2 separate regions of the Mus musculus genome follow, and region 2 is linked to region 1. Evidence: chromatin contacts called from public ChIA-PET data. All regions are on one chromosome and are shown on one strand. Each heading gives the region's core, a stretch centred on a gene start, on an enhancer-like site or on the middle of the called end of the contact. The rest is flanking DNA. Distances are from core to core; before and after follow the strand shown. Region 1 overlaps Fam193a (family with sequence homology 193, member A). Region 2 holds the start of Add1 (adducin 1 (alpha)).

Region 1 (6,712 bases), core at 4,100-6,599:
AGGGAAAATCTGAGTTAAACAACAATAACAACAACAACAAACCCTAACAAAGGGCACAGATGATTAACTTACGCAAAATCAAAACACAGAGTGAGAACTGGCAAGAAGAAAACAAATGTAAGTGACAGGGCACAGGTCAGGGCCACAGAGGAGTGCATTTTCAGCCTTGGCGATACAGTATGGGCCACACACAAAAGCCTGTCCTAAGAAAGCAGTCATACATGTATATACTTGGCAAACAATGTATACAAAGTTTGGAACTTTACCTGAAAAGGAAAACTTACTAAAGGAAAGTAGCCTTCCAAAATTCACCACATTACCTGAAGAAGTATGGTAAGATTTCAATGGAAACAGACAGAACACTTTCAAACTTCTAAAGCCTTGACAGTTCCAATATAGCCTGAAGGTGTTCCAGAACTAAATATGAGGATACTGAAAATGCCCTGTAATTTCTTTTATGAACATTATTGATTGACACCCCCATTCTGCCCTGTGCAAATACAGCAAAGTAATTAAAAATGGCAACAAAAAGGAAAGTTACAAACCTATGAATATCAAGACAATAAAGTAACAACAAATAGAACCTAAACCAAAGAACATAATTAACACAAGGCAAATGATAATTATTACAGGAATTTAAGGTTGGTTTAATGTTGGAAAACTAAAACAATAACATTATTCTAAATAGTTCTGAGGAGAAAAAAAACTACCCACAAAACCCCACCTTGATAAAATTCAACACCTATTTCTCACAAAGACAATGAAGAATGTCAAGAGTCACTGGCTCCCGTCCTAGCATTAGGTAGGATGGTGAGACCTTAACACTAGAGCCAGCATCTCAGTTAACAGGGAAACACTACAACCATTTCTAGCAGAATAAGATTCAGTAAGAGAAAACAACTAGAGGTACAAGCCTTGGGAGAGAGTCTGTGTGTTTTGGTGCACACCTTTAATCCCAGTGCTGGGGAGGCAGAGGCAAGCAGATCCCTGTGAATTCCAGGCCAGACTGGTCTACACAGTGAATTCCAGGGTAGTCAGAACTATATGAAACCTTGTCTCAATAACAGACAACAACCCCCACCCCCCCACAAAACAAACAAACAAACAAACAAACAAACAGACAAAACCCCTAACGGCTGGAGAGATAGATAGCTTAGTGATTAGAAGCACTGGCTGCTCTTCCAGAGGAACCGGGCTTGACTTCCAGCACCCACACAGCAGCTCATCATCATCTGTAACTCTAGTTCCAAGGGAACCTAACATTCTTCTGGCCTCCACAGGTACCAAGCACACATATAGACACACATATAGGCAAAATATCCATAAACACAAAAAATTAAAATCAAGCTGGGCATGGTCACATATGACTTTAATCCAGCACTCAGGAGACAGGTAAATCTGAGGGCAGCTAGAGAAAAAGACACAAATTAGTAAAATGTAGGGGAAAAAAAAAAAAAGAGATAACACTGTAACAGAAATGAGTGCTGGGATTAAAGACATGAACCCATACTACCAGCACTTGGCTGAAATTCACAAAATCTTAAGGATACATTCCACTAAATTGGAAAATGCAAATAAATGAATGGATTCCTAGATATATACAACATGCCAAGACTAAAGAAATAATTCAAATAGATCTAAAACCAACCATTAGATTGAAATAGTAGTAAAGTTCCCATTAGAAAGATTCCAGAAATAGATGGATTCATACAGAATTCTATCCAGATTTCAAAGAACTAATGCCAATACTATTTTAATTATTCCATAAAATAGAAAAAGAAGGCTTTTAAACACTTCTGAGTCTAGTTTCACCTTGATACTAGATAAAACAACAATAACAAAAGAAACTTAAAAGCCAGGTAGGGTGACACACACCTTTAGTTCCAACATAGAGGTAGGTGATCTCTGAGTTTAAGGTCAGCTTGGTCTACAGAGTGAGTTCTAAGACAGCCAGGGCGACACAAACAAACCCTATCTTGAAAATAAACAAACAAAAACCAAGAAACAAAATCAAACAAATCAAAAGAAACAACTGGAGGGGTGTGGCTGGTAATAGCTAGTTGGTAGAGGACATGCCTCCCAGGTTCAATCCCTACAACTGTATAAAATGGGAATGGTAGCACACATCTGTAATCTTAGAACTTAGGAGGTGGAAGCAGGAGGATCAGAAGTGCAAGGTCACCCTAAGCTCCACAAAGGAAGTTGGAAGCCTGTCACAAAACAAACAAAACAAAAACAGCAGCAACATGAGAGACACAGAGAGAGGGGGTGTGTGTGTGTGTAGGAAAAGCACATCTGCCACCCTTGTCTACAGACATATGACATAACTTCTCCAGTAAACTCCTGTGAAAGACAAGACTTGAACAATGAAGCAATTTACTAAAATAAAAGATGTGAAGATAGTACACACACAAAAGAGTTTCATATAATCAACCAGTGAGGCTGCACTGTCTAATAGAAATTAATGTGATTTTTTTTTCTTTAAAAAAAGATTTATGTTATGTATGAGTACACTGTAGCTGTCTTCAGACACACCAGAAGAGGGCATCAGATCCCATTCCAGATGGTTGCGAGCCATCATGTGGTTGCTGGGAATTGAACTCAGGACCTCTGGAAGAGCAGTGTTAGCATTCTGTCTAAACTCCACCGCACAGTTACCTGGCAACAGACAGGTAGGCCTGACCCACTATAAAAGGGGCTGCTTGTCCCCTCCTCCCTCTCTTCCTCTTGCCTCTCTCTTGCTCTTCCTCTTCTCTCCCCCCACCCCTCTTCTCCACATGCTCATGGCCATGGCTGGCCTCTATTTCTCTCCCTCTCTCCCCCTCCCTCCCTCCTCCTAATCCTCCTCTTAACTCCCCTCCCCATGCCCTGAATAAACTCTATTCTATACTATACTGTCCTGTGGCTGGTCCCTGGGGGGGGGGGGGGGAGAAGGGGGGAAGGGATGCCTTGTCATAGGCCCACTGAGACACCCCCCCTTCCCCCATACCTCACCACACTCCTATAGAATATATATCTCTCCGTACCATATGATGTGTTTATAAAAAGATAAAGGGGGAAAGAATATATTCTATGGGGGTGTGGTGAGGTATGGGGGAAGGAGGTGTCTCAGCAGGCCCATGCTGAGGCATCCCTTATCTCTGAGGGACCAGCCACACTATGGGATAGTATAGAAGAACAGAATTTATTCAGGGCATGGGGAGGGGAGTTAAGAGGGTAGTAGAGGCAGAGAAAGGCAGAGAGACAGAGTAGACAAGTAGAGACCGCCATGCCATGAACTCAAGGAGAGAGGGGGTAAGGGAAAAACAGGAGAGAAGCAAGAGATCAAGAGAGGGAGTGGGGGCAAGCAGCCCCTTTTATAGGTCTACCTGGCTGTTGCCAGGTAACTGTGGGGGTGGAGTTTAGACAGAATGCTAACAGTCAGTGCTCTTAACCACTGAGCCATATCTCTCCAGCCCAATAAATGTGATTTGAGTAACATATTTTAAGACTTAAAAAATATATTTAGTAATAATTTAATATATTAAAATAGTATTATAACATGTAATTAACATAAAATGTATTGTGGTAAAGGATGAAGCTCAGGGATACAGTGCCTTTCTGATATGCATAGGCCTTGGGCTTCAATTCCAGCACTGGAAATTAAATACACTGAGAGACTTCATCCATTTTTAAAAGTAAATTCCAGAATATAGTATATACTTCATAGCACCTACATCTCAACTCACTGTAAGTTATAAAGAAGAGCAGCCAAATACTAAGAACAACAACTAAGAGATAAGAGAAGCACCTATAAAACTTGTAAATGGGAGACTTAAAAATAACAGTTCAGAGCAGGGAACACAAGAAAGAACACAGAGCCCAGACCCAGACCCAGGGCATATGAAAACCGCTGCAGTAGAGCAGCACTATAGACCACAGGGGCAGGAAGAGCTTCCTCATAAATTGTGGAAGCATTTGGGAAAAGAGAAAAATAAACCCACACTTCATCTCATACCCCAAAATAAACCTCAAACATGTTTAAGATCTACATGAGGGGAGGAAGAAGAAACTACACAAACACTAGAGAGAAATTTTGTATTCCTCCCTAACCCTGGTGTCAGAATAAGACTAACAATTATCAAACTCTAAAGGCAGTTTACAATGTAAGACTTACAATGTAAGATTGGTAAAATGACTACATAAAAGTTAACAAGAAAACTTCCAAATGGCTGAAAAACCCAGTAAACCAAGTTCATAGGAAACTGAGGAACCAGGAGAAAATTTTGGCAGCACCGAACAGAGGTGAAAAACTCGTATTCCTAATTTATAAAAATCTCTTAAAAACCAAACAACAAAATTCTAGTTAAGAACAAAAACAAACAAACAAACAAACAAACAAACAAAACAACCAAAAGGTCTGTTGGATAGTTTTATATCAGCTTGATATAGGCTAGAGTAATTTTTGGAAGAGGGAATCTCACTGTGGAGAAAATGATCCCATCAGACTGGCCTATGGGTAAGCCTGTAGTGCATTTTCTTGATTGCTTATTGTTGTGGGAGGGTCAAGTTCACTGCATGGGTGGTACTACCTTTGGGATAGTGGTCTTGGAGACTGTAAGAAAGCAAGTTCAGTAAGCCATGAGGAGTAAGCCAGTAAGCAGCATGTCACCTTTATGTACAAAACAGGAAGTTCAGACTTCTCTAGAGTATAAGACAAAAACCTTTGCAACTACTTCAAGAATGTTCTAGACCTGTGTAAGTCACTATCGGAACAAGTTCTTAGTAATCAAGGATGTCTGAGAACACAAGTCATGCACTGGATATCATGGAAACTCACTGTGACACAGACATGGAAACTTACTAATTATGAGATAGGAACAATCAACACAACGGTATTAGAAACAGGTGAACATAACCTCACCCAAAGATGACCCAGGATAGGAGGGATGTTACAGCAGCCACTCTCCTTACCCTCTCCAGTTCTGTACCTATGTTTTCAACTAACCACAAATCAAATTTTTTAAAAAAAAAGTGCACTTTATATGTCTAAAATTATTTCAAAATCATAATATAGCAGCTACAAATTATTATTGTTGGAAAAGTCACAGATGAGCAACATCCCGCCTGCAGGGGCCTGTCGAGAACTCACACACACAGACCACACCAGCCAAGGCTGGGAACAGTTCCCTTGTGATCTTTATTTACCAAGTGAACTGCTGGTTCTGTCTCCTTTCTTCTTTTTATTTTTCTTATTCTTGCCCTTGGGCTGAGGAGAACTGGCCAGAATCAGCCTGCCATTCTGCAGGAGCTGGCTGGGGGAGGGTGGCTCAGGAGTGACAGTGCTCAGCTTCTCCTCTTTGATGTGGCTCAGCTGCTTTTTGTTGTTGTTGTTGCTGTTGGTTTTCCTCTCCTCCCTCTTCTGCTCTGTGAGAAGAGCAAGGTCAACTACTTTAGGTTTCAACTCTGGCTGGGCCCGGGGTTTGAGCTGTACCTCTGTGGTTTTGGGAGGCTCTGTGGGCTTCCTGGCTGGCTCATTGCTGGTCTTGCTGGTTTGCTTTAACTTTTGCTTGCTATTTCCCTCCTTGTGATGATGCATCATGTCCAAGAGAAATGCAAGAGGCTCGTGCTGCTTCCCATTGACTTCCTTAGGTAGCAGAAGCTTGGAGGGGTCTCTGGGGTCCACAGGGTCTGTAGCATCCCCATTGGCTCCAGGCCCTGGCCTGGGCTCTGAGTGGTTCATGTGTCTGGAAGGGGAGTGAGATGAGGTTTCTGGTTCTTCGGTTTGTTCTAAGGAGCCATTGTGGATGTTTTCAGAGTTAGAGATAGACTCTGTTGCTGCCTGGAAATTTCTAGCAAGCATGTCCAACTTGGAACAGTCTTTACTTGGCCGATCCTTTTTCTTCTTTTTTGCAGCTCTTAACTTCTGAAGCTCCTGAAGCCGCTGAAATTCCTCCTTGAAATGCTGTTCCTCGTCCTCCTCTTCTTCGTCCTCCTCTTCTTCCCGCTGCTTTTGCTCCTCCTGATGATGCAGATGCTCCCGTGCCCTGGCCTCAGCTTCTAGGCGTGCCTTCTCTTCCAGCTGCCAATAACAAAAGAGAAGATGGCTTTAGACCATGGTAAGAACTCCAAAACTTGACAGAGTTGCTAAGACGGCTCAGCAGGTAAAGGCATTTGCCACCAAGCCTGGTGAGTTGAATTTGATCCCCCAAGAACCACATGGTGAAGAATCATCCCATAAACATTGACCCATGACTTACACACAAACTATGATGGCCTCCCCTCCCCACATATATAAATGTAATTAAAAAAATTACTCTAGAAACTTGAGATATCAATCATATATTGAAAAATAAACTTTGATAGAGGCAGTAACAAATGTACCTACAACATACGTACCTGTAATTATTTCACCCAAAAGAACTGTTAAATCTCATCTACCTACCAAGCATATGCTTACTTTACTGGGAACTAGGTGGCTAGCTTCTGACCAAGAAGTAGGTACCAGGAGTAGTCAGACCAGCAGTTGTGCTGTGCGTGCAGCACCCATAGACCTGACCATCTCTCTATAGAAATAGCAAGGAATCAGCTTTCTGATTGCATGAGCTCCTGACAGACTTTGCTGTCCAGGTGAGGGCTGAACCAGAAATAAGGACCTGCATAAGTAAGACACAAACAAAATGTGTCCAAAAGTTTGAAAGTCCCTTCCCACACTATCAGATAAAAGTCTCAA
Region 2 (6,515 bases), core at 1,832-4,331, 110 kb before region 1:
TGGTTTAAACTGTACTTCTGAAAAAATAAAGATCAAACAAACTGAACTAGACCGTTTCCTTTTACTTTCCACATGATTCCTAATTGTGGAAGGTCAGACCAAACATTAACTATTAAACAGTTCTGTTAAAGTTTAAAATCATGTTAAATTCCTATTTTAAGAAACATGATTCGGACAAACTAAAAAGGCATTGGAATATTTAATCTGCTAAGTAACCACATCTTATGTAAGATTCAATTACTATTGTGTCTGTTAGTTTGAATATCACACAGTCCAGGCTGGCCTCAAACTCAATATATAGTGAAGGATGACCTGATCCTCCCAGATACTTGGATTACAAACCTGTGCCACCACACCCAGCTTATATGGTGCCAAAGATTGAACCTAGAGTCTTATGCATGCTAGGCAAGAACTCTATTAATTGAAGTGCCACTCCAGCCCTGTTGGCTTGGTTTTTGCCCTTAGTAAGTTTTAGTTCTAACAATGACTAAAGCAGTGTCCGATAGAATCACTTTGTCTATGTAGTTTATTCAACATTAATATGCATATGCAGGACAAACTTAATTCCTTTTTGGGAATTTTTTTTTTTTTTTTTGGTTTTGGTTTTTCTAGACAGGGTTTCTCTGTATAGCCCTGGCTGTCCTGGAACTCACTTTGTAGACCAGGCTGGCCTCGAACTCAGAAATCCGCCTGCCTCTGCCTCCCAAGTGCTGGGACTAAAGGCATGCGCCACCACACCCGGCTTTAAATTTTTTTTTCTTTTTTGGAATTTCTAATCTTTCTAGATGTCTAGAAGTACATAATGTATATTAAAAGTAGAATTAACACACTTTATAGAAATCCAGCTAGCAATTGTTGAAACTGAATGCATAAATAATGACTTGTTTAATGCTTATCTCTCAAACGTGAATGTGTGTATATGGAAGAGTTTATTCAACACGGGAGAGAGGAAGGAAAAAAGAGAAATCAATACAAACAGCCTCATGCAGTAAAAATACCTGGGCACTTGTCTTAGTTAGGGTTTTTAGTGCTGTAATAAAACACAAACTCAACCTGGGGAGGAAAGGGTTTGCTTCACCTTACAGCTTCTAGTCCATCATCCAGAGGAAGTTAGGGCAGGAACTCTGCAGGAAAAGAGCTGACTGCTGCAGAGGCCATGGAGGAGGGCTGCTTACTGGCCTGCTCTAATGGCTTGCTCAGCCTGCTCTCCTGTAGCACCCAGACCACCTGCCCAGCAAGGGCACCACCTACACATTGAGCTCCCACGTCAATCATCTATCAAAAACCGTGCACAACAGACTTGCCCCCTAGCCAATCTGGTAGGGACATTTTCTCAGGTGAGGTTCCTTCTCAAATTACTCTCGCCTGTGTCAAGTTAACTTTAAACCCTAGCCAGCACAGTATTGTCTGAAGCATTTCAGTATTTAATGTCCTGACTCAACATGATTACATGAAATGAATGGTGTGTGTGTGTGTGTGTAGCAAAGCAACAAAAACAATAGTATCAGATAATACCAAGAGTTAAGTGAAAACCTGAATGGTTTATGTAAAACAGATCTTAGAAAGGACACTATCCCAGTTTGCAGAATGATTAGAATTCCTAGTCGCTTCATTTGCTGACTCTCACTAACCTACACACACATGAGTAAACTAACCACACCGACCTGCACCTCTGCGAAACCACATCTAAACCCTGAAAAGCTGTTCTGAAGGTCAACACCATTCATACTTCCTCAAAAAACAACTTTACTATCAGGGTGTGGTGTCAACCTCAAGGTAATCCTAGAACTAGGGGCAGAGGCAGAAATTTTCAGTTCCAGACCATTCTGGGCTGCGAATTGACGAAGCATAGCAAAGTTTTAGAATTAAAATGTGATCCCTACGTCACTGGCTTTAATTAAAGACTGCGATTTTTAGAATCCCACCCGCATAAAACTCACCTCCGACCTGCAACCTCCTTCCTCTCTGGAGCCTGTTGAGTCCACCCACGACTCCCAGCTTGCTTGCAAAGGAGACATAGCGGATCCCTTAGCAATCTAGTTCCTATCCCGACTGAGATTTCAACCCACTTTTGACAAACACACAATCTCTCTGAAATTCTTGAGCAGTTATGCATAGACAGATTTTAGCTTTGTTCTTGGTCTTTGGGAGTTTAACAACGTTAGGCCTAAAATCATGGTCAAAACAACAGCAGTTTCAGGTGAACCAAAATATTTATTTTTAAGATGGGTGTGCATAAAACAAACACAACTCATCTACCAAATACCTTGAACCAGGAACTGAATTATAAAAACGAAGTGTTTTTAGGAAGAGGTCTGAACGATAAAACAGAGAGGAAAGGCAAGCCCCATCTCCAGGAAGTTCCACGACCACCTCATTACTACCATCCGTGGACAGAGCTGGCTTTTTTCTCTTGGGGCAGAAGGTGTCAGTTTTTAAAAGAGCCGACAAGCGGAACCCAGATGCACCTTTCCACAATCTCTGCAGTGACCAGCATTTGGAGCCACCATTAGCACAATGCTGACCCGGGAGGACCCCGAGGCCCACCAGGAAGCTCAGAGCCGAGCAAGCCGCTTCCACAGAGAACCCCGCGTCCGTCCGGGCCATCCTGGGAAGCGACGATGCAGTGTCCTCGCCCCCGCACTCGGAGGCAAGCACCTAGACCCCGGGCACCCCGCGCCGCAGCGACCTAGCCGCGCCCTCCTCAGCGCACCAGAGGCGCCCCAGAGGCCCCGGGCCCTGCCCAGCCCTGCCCTGCCCGCCCAGCACCGCCGCCCCTGCCCTACGCCCGCTGGGGGCCCCGGAGACCTCGCCGCGCTCCCGGGCCTCACCTCCGCGGAGAATCGGGGAGAGAGCACGGCTTCCCGGGTCCGAGTGCGGCCGCCGCCTCGCCTGCGGCTCGCGCTGGGCTCCGCCCCCTGGCTGCCGCGCACCCCCCGCCGCCTGCAGCAGCCCTCGTCCTCTCCCGCCCTCAACCCTCACCCCTCTACTCGCCCCCGCCGCCAAGCTGGGTGCGGCCTGCGGCGCTGCGGCCCAACAATGCACAGCCCCATTGGTCTGAACGCCCTACCGCCGTCCAGCACTACTCTCTGTTATTGGTCAATCTTAAGCAAGGGGCAGGCCCGGAGAAGGGCGGGGCCCTGGGAGGCGGAGAGAAGGGTAGACTCCGGCCTCCGGCTGAAGGCGGTGTCACAGTGGGATTAGGGGTCGCTTTGGCTGCGTCCGGGACGGCGGGCTGGTGCACCTGCTCACAGGAACGCTAGTTCTCCCACTGAGACGGTCAGACCCACAAACTGACTGCGAACGGACACGGTCTAGGTGCGCTTCAGGCGAGAAGATCAGTAGGCAGTTTGGGAGACTGGGCTGTCAATCAGGGTGGAGTCAGGACTGAGATGTCTGTGTGTGCTCTGATAAAGCTCCACAGACAGGAAGGGCCCGCCGGATGACAGTGGATTAACAAACACCGAGGCCTCTTCAGAGGCAGGGAATGAGGCTAGGTGAGGCCTTGGCAGAACCAGTCCACCTGGCAGCGACCTGGTAAACTAACCTAAGGATCAAGTCCCTACTGTCTCTCCTGTCAACTGAATCCTAAAAGACCCAAAGGAAACAAAGGGGTCCCGCTCCTGGTTCCCTTCAAACCATTAAAGGTTGAAGCCTCGAGCCTGGCTCAAGTGACAGAAGTGTGTATCCAAGCCTCTCCTCAGCCAGGCGTGGTGGCGCACGCCTTTAATCCCAGCACTTGGGAGGCAGAGGCAGGTGGATTCTGAGTTCGAGGCCAGCCTGGTCTACAAAGTGAGTTCCAGGACAGTCAGGGCTACATACACGGAGAAACCCTGTCTCAAAAAACAAAAACAAACCGATCCTCACAGCAAGAGCTCTGAGTTTGACCCCATAAGGGTCAGAGAGGTTGTGGATTCCAGTCAGTACCCTCTGTCCTAGGAACATTTGCCCTACATGTTGACTGTTCTCAGATGACTTTTCTGACATCCTCCAGCACCCAGCAACAAGTCTAATGCCAGTGAAAGTTTGCTGAAGAGAGAGAGTTTTCGATAATCAACTGTCATTCTCCATGATCCATCTGTTTTCTGCACTGGCCAGATAGGAGAGTTAAACGGAGATGTGGTGGGAACCACCACCCCTGCATCTTTCAAGTCCTTGATAGTGGCAGTAATTTCTGCAATTCCTCCAGGAATACGATACTGTTTTTGATTCACTATTTTCTTTGGCAGAGGCAACTCTAAAGGCTTCCATTTGGCCTTTCCAACCATAATAGCCCTCACTCTACAGTTCAGGGAACCAATATGAGAATTCTGCCAATTTCTGAGTATATCTATCCCAATTATACATTCTGGAACTGGGGAAATCACCACAGGATGTGTCCGGGGACCTATTGGACCTACTGTGAGTCGGACATCAGTCAAAACTCCATTAATCACCTGCCCTCCATAAGCCCCTACTTTAACTGGAGAGAGGGTTGAGTGATTAAAAATGAAATATATAGAGATATAAAAGTTTAGAAATGTTGCCTATAAGTCCAGCTACAAGAGATCCAACACACTCCTCTGTACTCTGTGGGCACCTGCTCTCAAATAAGATATAAAAATGAAATCAGACATGTACAGATGAAAAAAATCCACAGTGTGACAAAACACTGAATGGGGTTAGGAGACAATTTGTCCTCAAAAGAAGTGATTTCTTAACTTGAAGACACAGGGCAAATGCACAGCATAAAGAAACTGGGCAAGATTGAACAGCATACGAAGGAGATGTAGGACTTCATAGGGGGTGAAAGGGCAGAAATATTTGAAAATTTAAAGTCAAAAATTCAAGGAACTCAAGTAGGGGAGATGGCTCAGGAGGTAAGGGCACTTGTTGCTCAAGCATGAGGACCTTAGTTTCAGGCCCCAGCACTCGTAAAAAGCAGGGCATGGCCATGCACCCCTGTAACCCGGCTATTAAGGGTGGAGATGGGGATTACTGGGGCCTGCTGGCTGCCACACTAGCTCTAGGTTCAGTGAGACACCCTGTCTCAAGGGACTAAAGGCAAAGACTGATAAAGAAAAACACCTGATGGCCTGGCCTCTGCACATGTGTACACATATACCCAACATACATATATCACATTCATACATATACACAAAAGGAAAAAGGAACCCGGTTAAGTCACTTCTAAATGCTACTGAGCCCTGAAGTGGGTTCAACCAGAACCAGAGATACTGCCCCCAGACCCCATGCTCCTCACTACTGTAATCCACTGTCTCCTAGTCCATGTGTGCTACATATAAGGATTCTGCATGTCACAACCATGTGTATTCACCAGAGAACGCTGCTTGGACATAGGTTTAAGTCAATACAAAGTCTTTAATGGCTGGCTGGCGACTACACTGGGTGCTTGGGATCTCATGTAGCACTGAGCCTTTTTTAGGGTCCTTTTAAGATGGATTGACATACTTCAGTGAACAAGAACAGTCAGCCAGAAGCAGAACCACAGAAGCCAAAAGGCAAGGTGAGTTAGTACATTCGGAGACTTTCCCAGGCCTACAGACTCTCCCTCGTATCTCTGGGTCTTTGTTTTAGCAGGTGGTGCCATCTACTCGATGAGTTTTAAAGGCTGAACAAGACTTCCATCATGGAGTCAGTTGTGTTAAGGTCTGGGACCCTGTTACAACAGTGACAGCTGAGGAAAAAGCTTGGTTTGTTGGTGTGAGCTGAAAGGAGTCTAGCACTGCTGTGTGCCCACTTGGCAGGCAGTTCCACTGGAACATAATGGCGAGATATTATCCCAGAGGCAACTTGGCCATTGCCACTGTGTGGAAAGGAATGTGGGTTGGACTCAGGGGCTGTAAATGGCTCAGCTAACTGATCAGGAGCCTGAAAGTGGCTGTCTAGAAGCTAGAAGATGGATTGGTCTGAGGGAGGGGCATATGGATGGACTTATGGGAGTTGACAAAAAGGATGAAGATCTTTGGTTTGTGTGTTTCTTTGTTTGTAGACAGGGTTTCGCTATGTAGCTCTGGCTGTCCTGGAACTCACTATGTACACCACACTGGCCTTTGAACTCAGAAAGATCTGCCTGCCTTTGCCTCCCAAATACTGGGATTAAAGGCGTGTGCTACTATACCCGACCAGACCAGATAAAGATCTGTGCATTAAACCTGGACCACTGTGTGTATAGCTGGAACCCTTGAAGGTCAGAAGGCAGCACTGGATCCCCTAGAACTAGAGTTACACATAGTTGTGAGCCACCATATGGGTTTTGGGAACTGGGCCTGGGTCCTTTACAAGTGAAACAAGTGCTTGTAACCTCTGAGCCCAAGATTTGCTTTGTATTATTTTTATTTATGTGTTATGTATTTGTATCCATTTATGTACCATGTTTATACTGGTGCCAGTGGAAGCCAGAAGAGACTGTCTGATCATCTAGAGCTGAAGTTAAGGTAGTTATTAGCCACCCAATGTGGGTGCTGGGAAAAGAACTTAGATCCTACAGAAGCACAGCAAGAGTTCCTAACTGC

Evidence for each region. ChIA-PET counts read pairs in DNA pulled down with a chosen protein or histone mark.
Region 2: an RNA polymerase II ChIA-PET map of memory CD8 T cells shows a contact between it and region 1, with 18 read pairs. The contact joins the promoter of Add1 here to the enhancer-like site in region 1. A contact is called at or near these places in 1 of 39 promoter capture datasets (macrophages), 1 of 484 Hi-C or Micro-C datasets (bone marrow-derived dendritic cells), 4 of 115 datasets of contacts at active chromatin or transcription factors (CD8 T cells, bone marrow-derived macrophages, embryonic stem cells and 1 more) and 2 of 9 other capture datasets (adipose tissue and liver).

Annotation. Positions count from the first base shown.
Region 1 is chr5:34,464,923-34,471,634 of GRCm38.p6, reverse strand. Fam193a (family with sequence homology 193, member A) reads right to left here. Exons shown (of 21, transcript NM_001243123.1): 19 at 5,188-6,061. Among named protein-coding and RNA genes, the nearest start is that of Tnip2, 46 kb to the left of the region's middle. Within about 2 kb of position 5,349, at least 23 of the 459 cell types and tissues checked have an H3K27ac peak or open chromatin away from gene starts, as enhancers often do. A contact at or near this core is called in memory CD8 T cells, where this site is marked.
Region 2 is chr5:34,570,230-34,576,744 of GRCm38.p6, reverse strand. Add1 (adducin 1 (alpha)) reads right to left here and starts at 3,081. Exons shown (of 16, transcript NM_001331082.1): 1 at 2,832-3,081. It overlaps Mir7036b (microRNA 7036b), which reads right to left and starts at 2,594; the gene lies at 2,532-2,594.